Regions from separate parts of the Hordeum vulgare genome. Here region 2 is linked to region 1. Evidence: chromatin contacts called from public Hi-C data. All regions are on one chromosome and are shown on one strand. Each heading gives the region's core, a stretch centred on a gene start, on an enhancer-like site or on the middle of the called end of the contact. The rest is flanking DNA. Distances are from core to core; before and after follow the strand shown. Region 1 holds the start of LOC123401959. Region 2 has its middle 14 kb from the start of LOC123405586.

Region 1 (3,814 bases), core at 845-3,344:
ATCACGTCATTAGGAGAATCACGTGATGGACTAGACCCAAACTAATAGACGTAGCATGTTGATCGTGTCATTTTGTTGATACTGTTTTCTGCGTGTCAAGTATTTATTCCTATGACCATGAGATCATATATCTCACTGACACCGGAGGAATGCTTTGTGTGTATCAAACGTCGCAACGTAACTGAGTGACTATAAAGATGCTCTACAGGTATCTCCGAAGGTGTTAGTTGAGTTAGTATGGATCAAGACTGGGATTTGTCACTCCGTGTGAACGGAGAGGTATCTCGGGGCCCACTCGGTAATACAACATCACACACAAGCCTTGCAAGCAATGTGACTTAGTGTAAGTTGCGGGATCTTGTATTACGGAACGAGTAAAGAGACTTGCCGGTAAACGAGATTGAAATAGGTATACGGATACTGACGATCGAATCTCGGGCAAGTAACATACCGAAGGACAAAGGGAATGACATACGAGATTATATGAATCCTTGGCACTGAGGTTCAAACGATAAGATCTTCGTAGAATATGTAGGATCCAATATGGGCATCCAGGTCCCGCTATTGGATATTGACCGAGGAGTCTCTCGGGTCATGTCTACATAGTTCTCGAACCCGCAGGGTCTGCACACTTAAGGTTCGACGTTGTTTTATGCGTATTTGAGTTATATGGTTGGTTACCGAATGTTGTTCGGAGTCCTGGATGAGATCACGGACGTCACGAGGGTTTCCGGAATAGTCCGGAAACGAAGATTGATATATAGGATGACCTCATTTGATTACCGGAAGGTTTTCGGAGTTACCGGGAATGTACCGGGAATGACGAATGGGTTCCGGGAGTTCACCGGGGAGGGGGGGGCAACCCACCCCGGGGAAGCCCATAGGCCTTGAGGGTGGCACACCAGCCCTTAGTGGGCTGGTGGGACAGCCCAAAAGGGCTTTATGCACCAAGAAGAGAAAATCAAGAGAAAAGAAAAAAACAGGAGGAGGTGGGAAGGAAGGGGGACTCCCTCCCACCAAACCAAGTCCAACTCGGTTTGGGGGGGGGAGTCCTCCCCCCTTGGACTCGGCCGACCCCTTTGGGGCTCCTTGAGCCCCAAGGCAAGGTCCCCTCCCTCCCACCTATATATATGGAGGTTTTAGGGCTGATTTGAGACGACTTTTTCACGGCAGCCCGACCACATACCTCCATGGTTTTTCCTCTAGATCGCGTTTCTGCGGAGCTCAGGCGGAGCCCTGCTGAGACAAGGTCATCACCAACCTCCGGAGCGCCGTCACGCTGCCGGAGAACTCTTCTACCTCTCCGTCTCTTTTGCTGGATCAAGAAGGCCGAGATCATCGTCGAGCTGTACGTGTGCTGAACGCGGAGGTGCCGTCCGTTCGGTACTAGATCGTGGGACTGATCGCGGGATTGTTCGCGGGGCGGATCGAGGGACGTGAGGACGTTCCACTACATCAACCGCGTTCACTAACGCTTCTGCTGTACGATCTACAAGGGTACGTAGATCACTCATCCCCTCTCGTAGATGGACATCACCATGATAGGTCTTCGTGCGCGCAGGAAATTTTTTGTTTCCCATGCGACGTTCCCCAACAACAACATGATAGGGGAACGAGAGACTTCTAGTCATGGCAGTTGTCATCGATCCACGAATCAAGGGATGAATCAAGACGCCTCTCTCTTCAAGGGAGATACAGGAACAAAGCATCGTATGAAGGAGAGCGGATAGTACTTCCGATTGTGGCAGTTAGCATCAATGCATCAATGCGTGGAAGGAGGGAAGAAACACGAAAACACGACACATTCCCCTCCCAATATAGGGAAACAAACTATATAGTTTTGAGGAGAGTCGATAATACTTTTGGTCATGGCGGTTGGCGTCGATGCACGGATCGAGGGAAGAATCATTCTCTTGCGGGGAGATACAGTCAAATGAGATTCGTTTCGCGAAGAGTGAATACTACTTATGTCGTGGCAATTGTCGTGAATGCACATATTGCGGGAGGAAGCGCGGCGCATTCCCCCCCCCCCACCCCAGATAGGAAAATGTATCTCAGTTACAAGGAGAGACGACAATACTTTCGATCGTGACAGATGGCGTCGACGCACGGCTAAAAAAACGCAAAGAGGGACATTTTTCTCAGATAGAAAAACAGACCTCAATTTCACGAAAAGCGGATAGCAAGGAATTGGTTCGGAGAGCAATTGGTGGGTGGGGTGTTAGTTTTTGTTGTCCCCCCTATCATCATAACTATTGGGGAAGTGGAGTGTGGATATGCCAAAGCCAAAACACAACTTTACTCGGCACATGCGTTATTCTCACTGTGCGAGGAAACCGGGAACGGGAGCCGGGTCCAAGGCCAAAATGCAAATCTACTCAAACAGGAACGCAAACCAATCGAATCGAATCGTCCAAGACGCGGTCAATTGCATTGCCTTGCCCGCGGGTATCATTGTCGATCCATCGCCCCTCTCCCGTCCGCGCCTCCATCTTTCTTCTCCTCCTTCTCTTCGTCCCCGAACCTTATTTATGCCCCCGGCGGCCGCGGCCGCGGCCTCCCTCCCCTGACGGACGGAGAAAAGATCCCGAGCACCTGCACCACCACCAGCACCACCTCCGCCGACCAACTTCCCATTTCGAAGAAGCCCACCCGAGCCTAAACAAACCGAAAAGGAAAGAAGGAAAGGCGGGCGGCAGGTGCGTGCGTCGGCGTCGGCCGCGAGAATTTAGCACCCGCCGCGCCCGTGCCGAGGGAGATGAGATGAGATGAGATGGGCATGAGGTGCTGCAAGAGGCACCCGTCGCAGGCCGGCGGCGGCGTCTGCGCCACGTGCCTGCGGGACCGCCTGCTCGTGCTCGCCGCCGCGCAGAACGACGCCTCGTCGCCGTCCACTCCTCCGCCCGCCGCTCACCCTCCGGCCGCGGCCCCGGCCCCGGCGTTCCCAAGGTCCGTGTCGCCCTACGTGTCCCGCAGGAAGTCCGACTCCTCGGGCGGCGCGCTCAGGCACCACCACCCGAGCCTGCTCTTCTTCCGGACGCCGCAGGTCGGCCCAGCCTACGGCGGCAGCGCCCCGCTCGAGGAAGGCGACATCGGGTACCACAAGCCGCGCGCCGGCAAGTTCTCCCTGCTCTCCACGCTCTTCGGGAACCACCACCACCGCCACCACGGGTCGGAGGACAAGGACACAGCCAAGGAGCGCAAGAAGAGCCGTTCTTGGCTCGTCGGGATCATCCCGCGCCGTCGCAAAAAACAGGTACCGGCCGACGCCGTGCTACCCGCGTCGCCGCCGCCCAGGCGCTCCTGCCGCGTGGTCAGCAACCGGGGGCTGTCGCCGGAGAGGGGCAGTCAGGGCAGCGGCGAGGAGAGCAGCTCGCCCGCTGAACCCGCGTGGCGGCCGTCACCTTCCCCGATGCGGAGGACCCCGTGCCGGCGCCGCCAGACCAACAGCATGCCTTCGGGACTGGCCGTCTGCCTCAGCCCGCTGGTGCGGCCAAGCCCCGGGCGCCGCCACCGCGCCGCGCAGCCGCCGGACCCCGGCTCCTTCTCCTCCGAGCTGCGGCCGTCGCCGCTCCACAGCGCCGCCTCCGTTGGCCGCTGCCGCTCCAGGAAGCTCGCCGACGGCGGTCGCTTCCGGTGATCTCTTCTTTTTTCTTTCTTCTCCTTGAATTTTCTTTAGTCTTCCTTCATCACCCGATCCCAATTACTACCACCCTTAGCTTTCTGTGGATATTTTTATTGTTTACATCTTGTCCATTTGTGAAGATGAGTCCGTGAGATTTCATACTCGGAGAACACTCCGTTGACATATATA
Region 2 (3,667 bases), core at 953-3,452, 290 kb before region 1:
TATTAAATAGTTCGATCTCATCCACTAACCATTGATAATTGGCATCCTAGAGACCTAAAGATATCTGTTAAGTCTAACGTGTAGGACAAAGTTTTGGCAACCATGCGTGCACTAGAGCGCTAGTGCATGTGATGACCGCACGACTCACATGCCACAACGCTATGTGCACACACACTACCTCTGTCGTCGTCGTCGTCCGGCCTCACGATGCCCGAGGGCACCAGGGGTCTCCTCACAGCCCAGACCCCCTCCAGAGCCTTTTCCCATCCTCTTACTCGTGTCACCGGCCAAGCGGATCTGTTGTCACCGCTACCGCCGCTACTACTCCATCTCTTCACCGGAAGCCAGCCCCCTCCCCTAGAGCATGTAGCTCGCCTCTCTCCTTCCCTTTACAGTTCTGAATGCACATTAGCTTCCAAACCGTCGCCTTCGAGCATTTTTTTTGACATTTTATGAACATATTTTTAATCACCGCTTTTGTTAGCGGACAAATTTTACATTTAAAGCGCCTTTTTTTGGAAATGTCATGAAATGATTCTTTAAACCCGTGAAGATTCAATAAATTTCATGATTTTTTTCCAAATGGTTTCAACATTTATACAAATTATGTGATTTTTTTAAAAGATTCATAAAAATGTAACAAATGAGATATCATAGACATAGTAAATTTGAATGAACACAATTTTAATTGCATGAACATTAATTTTTCATGCGGCAAAGTTTTTGAAAATTTCAGTTAGTATTTTTTTGAAATATGTATACTTGGATTTTTAGACTTATAAAAAATAAGAAAGTAAGATTGACACATAAAGAACGGGTGAATCTAATGAACGAATGAAACTAAATAAAAGTAAAACTACTGCGTTGGCCCACTACACGCTGTGCTTAAGGCAAGGCGCAAGTCGGTTTTACAGGAAGCGAGGCATAGACTTGGAGGTTCCAACGGGAGCTCCTACCCGCCGTATCTTGCAACGCACAGGGGCTCACCCAACTGGGTCGACCCAGCTTATTTTTTTATTGTTTCAAAAAAATAGAATATACTTTTCTTTTACTTTTATTTTCTGCTTATTTATATTCTTTATTTCTTTTTTAGTTCGCTTTCTTTACTTTTTCCAATATTTTTCGTATTTGAAGCAAAAAAATAAATTTCCAATTTGAAGAACATTTTTTGAATTCATGAACTAAGTTTGAAAACTGATATTTTTTCTAAATTTGTAACATTTTTTAAAAGCAAGAACATTCGAAATTTAGGAAATCTTTTAAAGCATGAATAGTTTTTGAATCCTGAGAATAAAATTTTAAACCTAGAACAATTTTGAAAAAACATGAACAAATTTGGGAGTGCGAACAATTTTTTAACGCATAAGCATTTTTTCAATCTTGAGAACCAAATTTTGAAAAGGGGACAATTTTGAAAACCTCGAAAAATTTGAAAGGGCGAACAAATTTTTTGAATCTTGAGAACAAATTTTGATACCAAGAACAATTTCCAAAAATGCTGAACAAATTTGGTACCGCGAGGAAGTTTTGAAAGCATGAATTTTTTTTGAATCTTGAGAACAAAAATTTGAAACGAAGAACATTTTTGTAAAAAAGAACTAATCTGGAAGCGCGAATAATTTTTTAAAGCACCAATATTTTTTGAATCTTGAGAAATAATTTTTAAGCCGAGAACAATTTTGAAAATTTCTGAACATATTTGGAAGCGCGGACGATTTTTTAAAGAACGACATTTTTTAATCTTGAGAATAAAATTATGAAATGAAGAACAATTTGAAAAAAAAAATGAATTTTTTTGGAAGCGCGAACAATTGTTTAAAGCACGAACATTTTTTGAATCTTAAAAACTAATTTTGAAACCGAGAATAAATTTGAAACTTAAGAATAAATTTTGAAACTGAAAAGAATTTGTTGGAAAATACAGAACATTTTTATAAAATGAAGAACATTTTTTAAAAATCCAGAACATTTATTGAAACAGAAACATAAAAGAAAAAAGAAAAAAGAAAAATCTGGATGAAGAAAACTTCTAGAAGTTTCACAAAACCGAAAAAAAAATGAAAATTCCTAAATTTGAGACTGTGCAACCCGTCAAATAGGCCAGCCTATTTAAAATCGGTACCTTCCCCGCACTGTGTGAAGCGCCGGCACCACTTCCTATAGAGCGACGAATGGGATATTCCACAGGTCTCGCTCCTAGTTGGCTCCTGTTGGCGCTTCAGGCGCCAACTAAGAAATCTGGCGCTCACAGCCACCAAATGAGTGGCTGGCCCATACGGCGAGCGCCCGTCCCACTGGCCGCTCGCTCGCTCCTAGTTTTTTTTATAACACACCACTTTATAGATTATGGCAAAATGTTCATACAAATTCATTTCCGGATGCATTCGGAAGCCACACCACGCCAAACACGATACCCTAGCTGATTACAAGATCTAGCAAACAAATGTGCAGAAACATTTTGCTCTCGGCGCACATGAAATAAAGAACAACTACTGAAAGAAGCTCTAATATGCTTGATGTCTTGAATCACAGGACTACAAGGAGATCGATCCATGACCAAAGAATTTATACGTTGAATCACAGTCAAACAATCTGAAGCAAGAACAATCTCCTGGATACCTTCATCCAAAGCAAATAGCAAGCCTCTCTTGATAGCAATTGCCTCTACCAACTCAGGATTGTAAACGTCAGGCACACCAATACCGTAGGAAACAATACAAGCTCCCAACTGATCTCGCATCACTACACATGCCCCCATGCTCCTGGTATTGGAAAAGAGAGCAGCGTCCACATTAATCATCACTTTACCTGCCGGCGGCGGAACCCAAGATGCTATTGAAAAAGGTTCACGCCTATGGTTAGGTCTGTTAATGAACAAGTGCTCCACAATCATATCAACATAAGCTTTGATTTTGAGAGCAAGACTAGACGGGTGCTGGTGAATATTTTCTTCTCTGAGTTTGTTACGAGCATCCCAAATATGCCAACATGTGACTGCTAAAACAGTAGCTGCAAGGTCATCGCATCGATCCAGGAAATCAAAAATCCATGATTTGCAATTTGTAAATCCATTCCGACAAAGATGCACATCGAAATAACCTTTGATATCAGACCAAACAGCTTGTGCATATGGGCAAAAAAGCAAAGCATGTTCAATACGCTCCTCAACAGAACAATGAACACAAACCTTAGATGCAGGAATATCTCTCCCATGAAGCTGCATCCCAGATGAGAGGCAATCATGAGAAAACCTCCATAGAGTAATTATCATTTTCCCCGGTGCCTTGATCGCCCAGAGTTTGTTCCATGAACTGGTTTCACAATGGAGATTAGAGGACATACCACGGCCTGTGATACTATGGGATGAATAAACCTTTGTCATTCTAGCCAAGTGATATGTTGAACGGACCGAAAATGTACCAGACCGAGTATGAGGCCAGGAAACAAAATCACTGTCACCAAAACGACTGATAGGAAGTTGAAGCACTTGTTCCGCCACAGCAGCATCGAAAATTGACCTAACTAGCTGTTCGTTCCAATGCAAACCATCTTCAGCAAAAAGAGAACTAACCTTCTGGCCGGCCGAAAGAGGAGAAAGCAAATGCAAGACCTGAGAATTCACTCCCGGGATCCAATTATCCTCTTGAATCTTGATTGTAGAACCATT

The links. Hi-C and Micro-C count contacts between places; a contact is called where the count stands out from the background.
Region 2: a contact with region 1 is called in a Hi-C map of leaf, with 3 times the contacts expected there. The contact joins the enhancer-like site here to the promoter of LOC123401959 in region 1. A contact is called at or near these places in 2 of 6 Hi-C or Micro-C datasets (leaf and seedling).

What each region holds. Positions count from the first base shown.
Region 1 is chr6H:448,975,105-448,978,918 of MorexV3_pseudomolecules_assembly, reverse strand. LOC123401959 reads left to right here and starts at 2,094. Exons shown (of 1, transcript XM_045095824.1): 1 at 2,094-3,814. The coding sequence starts at 2,774. The coding sequence ends at 3,640.
Region 2 is chr6H:449,262,761-449,266,427 of MorexV3_pseudomolecules_assembly, reverse strand. No RefSeq gene overlaps it. Among protein-coding and RNA genes, the nearest start is that of LOC123405586, 14 kb to the right of the region's middle. Within about 2 kb of position 2,202, at least 2 of the 3 cell types and tissues checked have open chromatin away from gene starts, as enhancers often do. A contact at or near this core is called in leaf, where this site is marked.